Linked DNA regions of Oryza sativa: region 2 is linked to region 1. A link is a contact called in public HiCAR-type data. All regions are on one chromosome and are shown on one strand. The core of a region is the stretch at or near the end of the contact, and the rest is flanking DNA. Distances in the headings are between cores, read along the strand shown.

Region 1 (4,530 bases), core at 1,907-4,406:
GCGCGCCCACGGCCCACGGCCAGCTAGCTGCGTTCTGCTGCCACCCGCGCATGCCTAAGATCGTAGTAGTGTGCGATATACACCCACATATCCAGTCGCGTGCGAGAGCGCAGGCCGGCCGGCCGGTGCGCTCGCGCGGTTCGTCACGGCTGAAACTGAAAGGAGCGTGCCCAGACCCCCACAAACGGAAACACGTATTTATGGCGTGCGCCAGGTGCGTCTTAGTGCCGCGGGCTTTGCCTTGGCTGCAGCCTGCGCACGCTGGCGTTGCACTTGCCCGTGCCGTTTCGCGTTAATGAATCCCATACGCGCGCGGCGAGAGATCGGGTGATGCATGCGCGAGATGCGTCATGCGTACACTCGAGGCTCACCGAGCCCTGGGCGCGACAGCTAGCTGTGACCAATAAGATGCATCCAGGATGATGGATCGATCGATATATATGCACCGGAGGCACGCTATACATATGTGTAGAAACGGGATCGTAGAAGACATCTGGTTTTGTCTTGGGCTCGATCATTATACGATGTTTGTTGCTAAACAAAAAGAAACCAGCGCTAGTGAGATGGAGTATATCTATGTCTCTAGCTTAGATCAGCTCGTTCTTACGGTATGCGACGCGAAACGTTGTATTTTCGTCAATGGATAGGAATAACGCATGGCTATTGTGGGGAGCCACCTCTCATTTCAGGTGGCCATTCTTGAGTGAGGCTGTTGGCACCCCACTACAAACGATTTCTTTCAAGCACTGTGGTTTTAATTTTTTAAGCAGGTCAATTAAAAATTAAAATTATCCCGTAAAAATGGTTTGCCTGTAAAAATTAGCTAAAGTGCGCCGCCCGTGAAAATTCAATCGCCCAAAAAAACCTTCCCCATTTGGCGGCCACTAAGTCCCTCCTAGATCCTCTCTCTCTCCCTCCTCAATCCCTTCGTGAAGGCTACCACCCATCGTCGTGGAGGGTCATGGACCGACGGTATTACCTGCCTCTGCCCTCCCTCCCTCCCTTCCTTCCTTACCCCACCCAAGGTGAGCTCCGAGCTCATCTATGACAGTGAAGGGAGAGGGGCGGTAGCAACCAGAGGAGCTGTGAAAAGGGCTCAGCAACAACAACAGCGAAAAGGACTTCCGGTGATTGAGTTTATAGTAGTGTGGGTAGACGTATTGTGCATGTGGCTATCATTTCTGTGTTTGGCAAGTACGTAATATGTTGCCTATGAATAGATAACATTATAAAAATTTAGACGACTGACTAAAGTAGCACACGAGAGAATTCAATAGTAGTATGTTTTTTTATTGTGCGCTACTTTACTCATTTTACCTGGATATGTGTTTCTTGTTTTTAATATCCCTCCATCCTATAATGTCCAAATTATTTTTGATAATTGGCTTAGGAAGTACTATTACTACTTTTTTCAAATGAGAAAACATGTACAAACTCGCTATTGAGTTGAGGGTGTTATTATCTAGATTTAAAAAAAAATCGTTTCAGTAAACCAGTGAATAAGTTGAGAATGAATAAATATTATTTATTCCATGGTTTGAAAAAAAAAATGTTTTCTCAAAATTCTTTCTTTTGCTACTGCTTTGCTAAGACCAATTGTTTTAAATCATTTGTTAAATTTATTTATTAACATATTTAATTTATCCTTATAACTAAATTAATAATCTTTGTAATAATCTAAATTAATTAACTGGTGCTTTATTGATGGATGAAAACTTAGGGCCTGTTCACTTTGATGCCATTTTCAACCTTACCAAATTTTGGTAAAGTTGCCAAAAAAAGTGGCTACATTTAGTTTGCTGCCAAATTTTGGTAACTATATAAGAAATCCTACCAAAATTTTGGCAAGTTGCCAAAATTTGATAAGTTTTTTTTGGCATCAAATTAAACATGCCCTTACACTCCTAGTAAAGATATAGCAGTAAAGCATGCATATTGCATATTTTTTTCATCTTTACTCCTAGTAATCAACATTATATTATTTTTGTCTGTTGAAAGATTGTCTCTTTCTTCGGTTAAAAGCGTCGGCTATAGGACATCCCCTCGAGAGTTTAAAATTCACTCTCGATGTGCCTTTCATACCTCACGATGAGTGATCTTGATTAACCGCTCCAAATATCTCCTCTCGAACGATGATTTCTATCATCTCAATGCAAGTTGAGGTCACGCGTCACAGAATAAGAGCAGGTACAATAGTAGACTATTAGTCAGCTATAAACATATTTTAATAATATAAACGATAAGAGAGAAGAGCAACGGGCTACAGATCTATAGCCACCTGCAGCACAAACTCCAAGACGCAATGTGTGTATGATAGGTGGGACCACATATTAATAGTATAGTAAGCAACTATTATATGAATTGGCTATTAAATTAGTTATAAATGAATTGAAGTTAGTAGCTGGCTATACTATTAAACTTAAACTTGATCTAATTCTAGTCACGGTGTAGTATCTCCGTATTATTCTTTTTGAACTGCAGAACAGTGTAAGATGCATTGACCGGCCAATAGGGATGGCTGGCACGGCTTCCCTCTCGTTTCTCTGTAACGGAAAAAAGAAATCGGATTTGAGATGCTTCCAAAACTGTAGCAGGGCTTGTCCGGCAGGGACCTTTCCTGAATTGCACGAGGAGCCGGGGCGTGGACCGGTAAAGATCGATCCCCTTCACTTCACCGTTTCTCACGCTGTTACTACGAGTCCGTAAAAACGTTCCGGGTGAAAAGAGGAGAAAGTGGCGAAGAAAAGGTTAAAAGAGGCCGCAAAAGATCGCCGAGAAAGTCCAGAAAACAACCGGACAGTGCAGGTAGAGGAGAGGAGAGAAGAGCGGGTGCTGCTGGGCTGGTGGATCACTGGATGAATCGGATGGTTTTTTGTTTGCGGAGGCGACGCTGCATGCTGGCGCAAGCGTCACGGGTCTACCTTGAAAGTTGAATCTCAAAACTTCCAATCCCTCTCTCCAAAACACCCAGACAGACAGAGCGACACATATTCCCTCCCACCACCCCCACCGCCCACACGCTCCCCGAGGCGGGCACATCCATCCCACAAGGCCACACCCCACACACCACGCCCCCGATTCCACCGTATTCACCACCCACCCGGCCACGCTCTCCTCTCGGTTAAAATAGGAGTCACTCTCACTCACTCCACCCCGGCCACTCGTAAACCCCGAGAAACCTTGGCGGCTTGGCCGACTCCTCGTCTCTCCGGTTGATACTGTTGTGGAGTAGTGTAGTGGTAGCGAGCTCGTAGATCTTCTTGGTAGATGGAGCGGTGCGGGAGCTGGTCGGACTGCGAGGCGGCGGCGGCGGCGGCGCAGAAGGCGGTGCCGGCGCCGTTCTTGACCAAGACGTATCAGCTGGTGGATGACCCGGCCACTGACCACATCGTCTCGTGGGGGGACGACCGGGTGTCCACCTTCGTCGTGTGGCGGCCGCCGGAGTTCGCGCGCGACATCCTCCCCAACTACTTCAAGCACAACAACTTCTCGTCGTTCGTCCGCCAGCTCAACACCTACGTAAGCAAAGCGCCATGCCGCCACCTTCTGTAGTTCTGTTCTCTCGTGCGTTTTGATGCGTGTAAGTAACGACGTCGTTGCAATGCAGGGGTTCAGGAAGGTCGTGCCGGAGAGGTGGGAGTTCGCGAACGAGTTCTTCAGGAAGGGGGAGAAGCAGCTGCTCACCGAGATCCACCGCAGGAAGACGTCGTCCGCATCGACGGCGTCGCCGTCTCCGCCGCCGTTCTTCGCGCCGCCGCACTTCCCTCTGTTCCACCACCCCGGCGTCGCGGCGGCTCAGCACCACCACGCGTTCGTCGGCGACGACGGGGTTGTGGCGGCGCATGGCATCGGCATGCCGTTCCCGCAGCCGCATTGGCGGGAGCCGAACTTGCCGGTCGCGACGCGCCTGCTCGCGCTAGGCGGGCCCGCGCCGTCGCCGTCGTCGGCGGAGGCCGGCGGCGCCGGGCGCGCCGCCACCGCCGCGGTGCTGATGGAGGAGAACGAGCGCCTGCGGCGGAGCAACACGGCGCTGCTGCAGGAGCTTGCGCACATGCGCAAGCTGTACAACGACATCATCTACTTCGTGCAGAACCACGTTCGTCCCGTGGCGCCGAGCCCGGCGGCGGCCGCGTTCCTGCAGGGCCTCGGCATGCAGGCGCGCAAGAAGCCCGCCGCCGCCAACGTGCTCAACAACTCAGGCGGGAGCACAACGTCGAGCAGCTCGCTCACCATCGCCGAGGAGCCTTCCCCTCCGCCGCAGCAGCAGCATCTAGCCGGCGAGAAGAGCGGCGGGGAGGCAGGCAACAGCAGCGCCGCTCGGTCATCGGCGCCGACCAAGCTCTTCGGCGTGCACCTAAGCGCCGCCCCGTGCGGCGCCGGCAGCAAGAGAGCGTCTTCGCCGGAGGAGCACCCGCCCACGTCGCCGGCCACGAAGCCTCGCCTCGTGCTGGAGTGCGACGACCTAAGCCTGACCGTCGCGCCGTCGTCGTCGTCGCAGCAGCAGCTGTCAGCCGCCTCTTCTCCAACAAG
Region 2 (4,744 bases), core at 1,140-3,639, 98 kb before region 1:
CAAGTGAGAGCTAGCCAAAAAATAAAATTTATTTATTTTTGGAATATACTCATCTGTGACGGGCATTAACTCTAGCATAAGTTAATGCCCGTCACAAATGACTCATCTGTGACGGGCTATAGTTAATGCCCGTCACAGATAAGGGTCATCTGTGACGGGCGCTAGTTGTGGCCCGATTGAGATAGGTCATCTGGGCTATAGTTTGACTGGTTGTCTGGGTCAAAGCTATCGATGACGGGCTTTACTTAGGGCCCGATTGAGATAGAATCATCCGTGACGGCCGTTTGCCCGATTGAGATAGCTCTTCACATCAGTGACTTCTAACCTGTGACGGACGCCATGCTCGATTGAGATGGGGCTTACCGCCCGATTGAGATGAGGGTATCCGTTCTAGTGAAATTTGTAACAAAAATACAAGAGCACAATGAGAACGTCAAAAGGAAGGCACCCATTACCATTGTTGTTTGTCATGAGTAAAGTCCGCCGTCAAGCGCAACCTCCTCCCCCCCCCCCATCTCCCCCAACTCGTGGATCTGGCCGTCCCTGGACACACGACGGTCAATGGCCCATGGCGAGGTGGAGATTGAGGAAGGCAGGCGGAGTGAGCGGCGTGAATGTCGAGCGGGTCCCTGACCTCGTGGCAGCCAAATATGGCCACCTCCAAGCTCATGTAGGTCGGATCTAGCCTCCTTCTAGACACCTTATAAGGGGAGGACGTTACCAATCGTCGGGGACTCGTCGCTGTGGGGGAACAACCCATCCTTCTCTTGAGCTCATGACAGTCAGATCTGGCCACCTCTTGTTACGTGGATGCTAGATCTGACTGAGTGCAAACCAGTTGCTTGCCAAAGGAAGGACGTCTAGTCCGCACTATGTCTCCTAATCTAAATCCGTGTGAAGGGATCATGGGAATAACAAACAAGAACGGAGCTACATGTGTCAAGGAACTCGGTTAAAAAAAAGTTTAGCTATAGCTTAACTATTTTCATTATATATGTACCCATTAGCTCAAACTTGCGTATCTGTATTAAACTAAATTCGACCAAAACAAAGTAAAACAAGCCTGGTAGGATGGCCAGCACATGCCCGCTGCACCCCCCTCTCCTCTCCTCAACCAGCGACGCGCGAGGTTCCCTTCTCCACCACCGGCCGCAGGGATATCAGGGAGAGAATTAGCAAGCCATAAGTCCAAATTAACGTACGGATGTACGCCTGTACCCACCCACTAGGCATATCAGGACTTCCCAAATGACAACATCTCAAGTCAACATTTCCAAGAAACTGCGAGCAATCTCAAAATTCTCAATGGCGTACGTACGTACAATGTACACATGACCGTACAGTGGGTAGGGATCCCAAACCTGCAAAAATAATGCGGTGGCCAGCGTTGTATGCACCCCGCTCTAGTGAACCCATCAACCGGTGCGTAGTCCCTGGGAGACCAAAATCATGGCAAGCAGGTGGATTTTTCTATTTCCATTGCAGCATGATTGAATTTTTTTAAGATGCCACCACTGCTGCCAACTTAGCAAGCATTCCCCTTGCCCTGACCTTGGCACATCGATCATGAAGTCCTATCCACTGATCCACATGTACAGGACTCTGGTTTCTGGGTTTTTGATTTATGAACACAGGTGTCCTTGGCCCCCGCTCCTCGTCACAATCGATATGTAAATGATGATACTCCATCATCAGCCATAGTAGCCTAGAGTCATTCGGTCTACAGTTCTCTAATCATCGGCCAGCAAAATTTTTTGATTTTTCAGGATGATTGACCCGGATGGAAGGAGGAATTCGTTGTGCATGTAAACAGCTGGAAGTTTAGAATTTATGCCTAACAATTTCCAGCTGTGCAAATTGAACGTGACTCAATTGATTAGGTTTCTTAAAGTGGAATCAGCCCATCCAAGTTTAAGTCTTAAACTTGACACGGGTATTTGTATTTATGGCTAATTTTTTTTTTTGCAGTAATGGACGATATACCCATCAATAAAAGGACGTCCGTGGAGACTTAATGAATTAAGATATAGTAACCCAGTCTTCTGGAGATATTCATATAGGTACGATGTGCGTGTGTGTATTTATAAGGGGTGAGTACACTATGTTATAAGCTTTTATATCGTGTTTTTTAAGAAAAAAAATAAAAAATTACGGCTGTGAAAATAAACAAAGGCCGTTTTTACATGGCAAAAGCGCGGCAGAGCGAGCCAAACTGGAGCCGCACGGTTGCCTCGCGTCGCCTTCGGCGGCCCAGCGCCCGCATGAGCTGCAGTGGGGCCAAAGCCCACGGGCGTAGGGCCCAGATTTGTCGTACGCTCGCTCCCTCCCCTGATCCCCCTCCGCCCGACGCGCGGCCACGGCTTCCTGCTATATAACGCTCGCCTCGCCCCACCTCTCCGCCCATCTCCCCGTCTCTCTCTCCCTCTCTCTCCGAGCAGCGAGCAACGCCGCCGTTTTCTTCGCCTCTCACAGAGACGACTCCTCGCTCTCGTTGTCAAGCAGAGGGAGGTTACGAAGAGCGCCGTTGAGGCGGCTGTAATGGTGGACGTGGACAGCAGGATGGCCGGGCTCGCCCACCCGGCGGCGCACGCGGCGGGGCTGCGACGCCTGTCCACGCGCGCCGCCGCGGGGCCACCGTCGGCGTCGGCGTCGCCGCGCCACGGGTTGCACTCTTTTGACGGCGTGGCGGCGGCCGTGCTGTCGCATCTTCGGAAGACCGGGGTGGTCGTTCTTCCCGGGCTCTCCGACGCGGAGTTCGCCCGCGTGGAGGCGGAGATGGGGTTCACGTTCCCGCCTGACCTCCGCGCCGTGCTGGCGATGGGGCTCCCGTCGGGGGCTGGGTTCCCGGACTGGCGCGGCCGGGCGTGGCTCCGCGCGGCGTTCGACCTGCCCATCGCGGCGGCGTCGCTGCAGATCGCGAAGGGTGCGCTGTGGCCGCGGTGCTGGGGGCGGAGGCCGTCGGACCCCGACCGAGCGCGGCGGTTAGCGCGGTCCGCCATCAGGCGCGCGCCGCTGCTCGTGCCGCTGTTCGACCGGTGCTACCTTCCCTGCCGCCCCTGTCTCGCCGGGAACCCCGTGTTCTTCATCACCGACGACCGCGTGCTCTGCTGCGGCCTCGACATCCTCCATTTCTTCACCCGCGAGTCCTCGTTCCAGCCGCTGGACGTGTCCTCCCCGTCGGCGACGCCCTCCTCCGGCATTTGCACGCCGCACACGCGACGCAGCCTCGACGCCGTCTGCGGCGGCCAGGCGCTGCGCTGGATCGAGTTCTGGAGCGACGCGGCCTCCGACCGACGCCGCCGCGTCTCATCATCCTCGGAAGCCTCCACCGCCTCCTCATCGTCGTCCTCCTCAGGCTGCCCTTCGCCACCTCCGAGGTCGACCCCGCTCTGGGTCGACAACTACCTCGACAAGCTCGGATCGGTGCTCAAGAAAGGTGGCTGGAGGGACAGAGAGGTCGACGAGATGGTCGAGGTCACCGCCTCCGGACTGTTCGACGGCGAGGAGGCACCCCCAGCCGACGCCGACGCGGTGCTCGACGCGCTGTTCCTAAAAACGGACCGGTGCTCGGACTCACTCCGGCGAGCAGGGTGGACCTCCGAGGACGTCTCGGATGCGTTCGGGCTTGACCTCCGTCGGCGAAAGGAGCAGCCGCGGCCAGCCGTGCAGATACCGCCGGAGATCGCCGCCAAGGTCCAGCGCCTCGCGCAAGCGGTGGCGAGGCCGTGACCTCACCGGGCACCGGCCGAACATGTGGGGCCCTGCCGTTTCTTCCTCGTCTCTGCGTTTTTTTCCCCGCATAGGAGGAATTAAACAACACTTATGTCAAGTGAAAAGTAAACTAGCCCATGTTCGTGTGCATGAATACACAAGTAAATTAAGATGTGTTCATGTGCACAATGAACCGTTAATTGTAAGACACGGTCTCCCAGAAATGAAAACTGCATATTGCCGGATTAAATTAACACTTAGTTGAACACACCTTCTCCTCTCACTTTTCTCCATGGATATCTCTCTCTTTTGGGTGTGCATGTGTTGGTTACTTGGATACCGTTAGTGTTGTCCAATCTTTAGCGGTCTCGGTGGGTGGGTGCTGATGCATGTATGCTGGCATGCTGCTACTCTTGCGAGACAGTATGTCGAAAAGAATTGCCGGATCCTGCAATTGGCGAACCTTCCTCAAATCCAAACGGCGATGTTAGAAGATTCTTATGCTTCAGAGTTCAGAACGTTAGTGACCACTGCGGTTTAATCCCTTGGATTTAGTTGACCAAACGGGGAGGAGTTTGAGCCACGTTTCATACTGCAGCATGTTTTCCTTGAGTACTGAGCATATCCCAATCGGCAATCGCCTCTCAATCAATGAATCGATACTACTCCTAACATTCTCTGCTATCCCTTTCCTTAAGTTGCCCCCCATGGCTTTGCGAACTAATTAATCTTCGTGGCTCTTAATTTAGGCTGTACTATAACACACACCAACTTTTCTTAAGCAGAAGGGAAACGAACATTGGCTAGGGGCAGTTGGCCCCATGGCCATGCAAGCATCGCACGCACGCCCTCGGTTGTGTGTGAGGGATGGTGTCCCTTTCCTTTCCTTTCCTTGCGCCACGGTGTACGTGCTCGCCAAAAAGAGAGGCTTTGTCCGCTGCCTGATCCACGGTCCACCACCGGTGCAAGTTGAAGCAGCTCACGCGCGCGCTAGCGGTGGCGGGGAGCCTGTGCTGCTGCTGTGACTTCACTT

The links. HiCAR-type assays count read pairs that join an accessible place to other places.
Region 2: a contact with region 1 is called in a HiCAR-type map of leaf, with 2.1 times the contacts expected there. The contact joins the promoter of LOC4347258 here to the promoter of LOC4347251 in region 1. A contact is called at or near these places in 2 of 4 datasets of contacts at active chromatin or transcription factors (leaf and seedling).

What each region holds. Positions count from the first base shown.
Region 1 is chr9:21,490,478-21,495,007 of ASM3414082v1, reverse strand. LOC4347251 (heat stress transcription factor B-4c-like) reads left to right here and starts at 3,156. Exons shown (of 2, transcript NM_001422783.1): 1 at 3,156-3,519; 2 at 3,608-4,530. The coding sequence starts at 3,268.
Region 2 is chr9:21,587,493-21,592,236 of ASM3414082v1, reverse strand. It overlaps LOC4347258, which reads left to right and starts at 2,389. Exons shown (of 1, transcript XM_015756372.3): 1 at 2,389-3,965. The coding sequence starts at 2,539. The coding sequence ends at 3,729.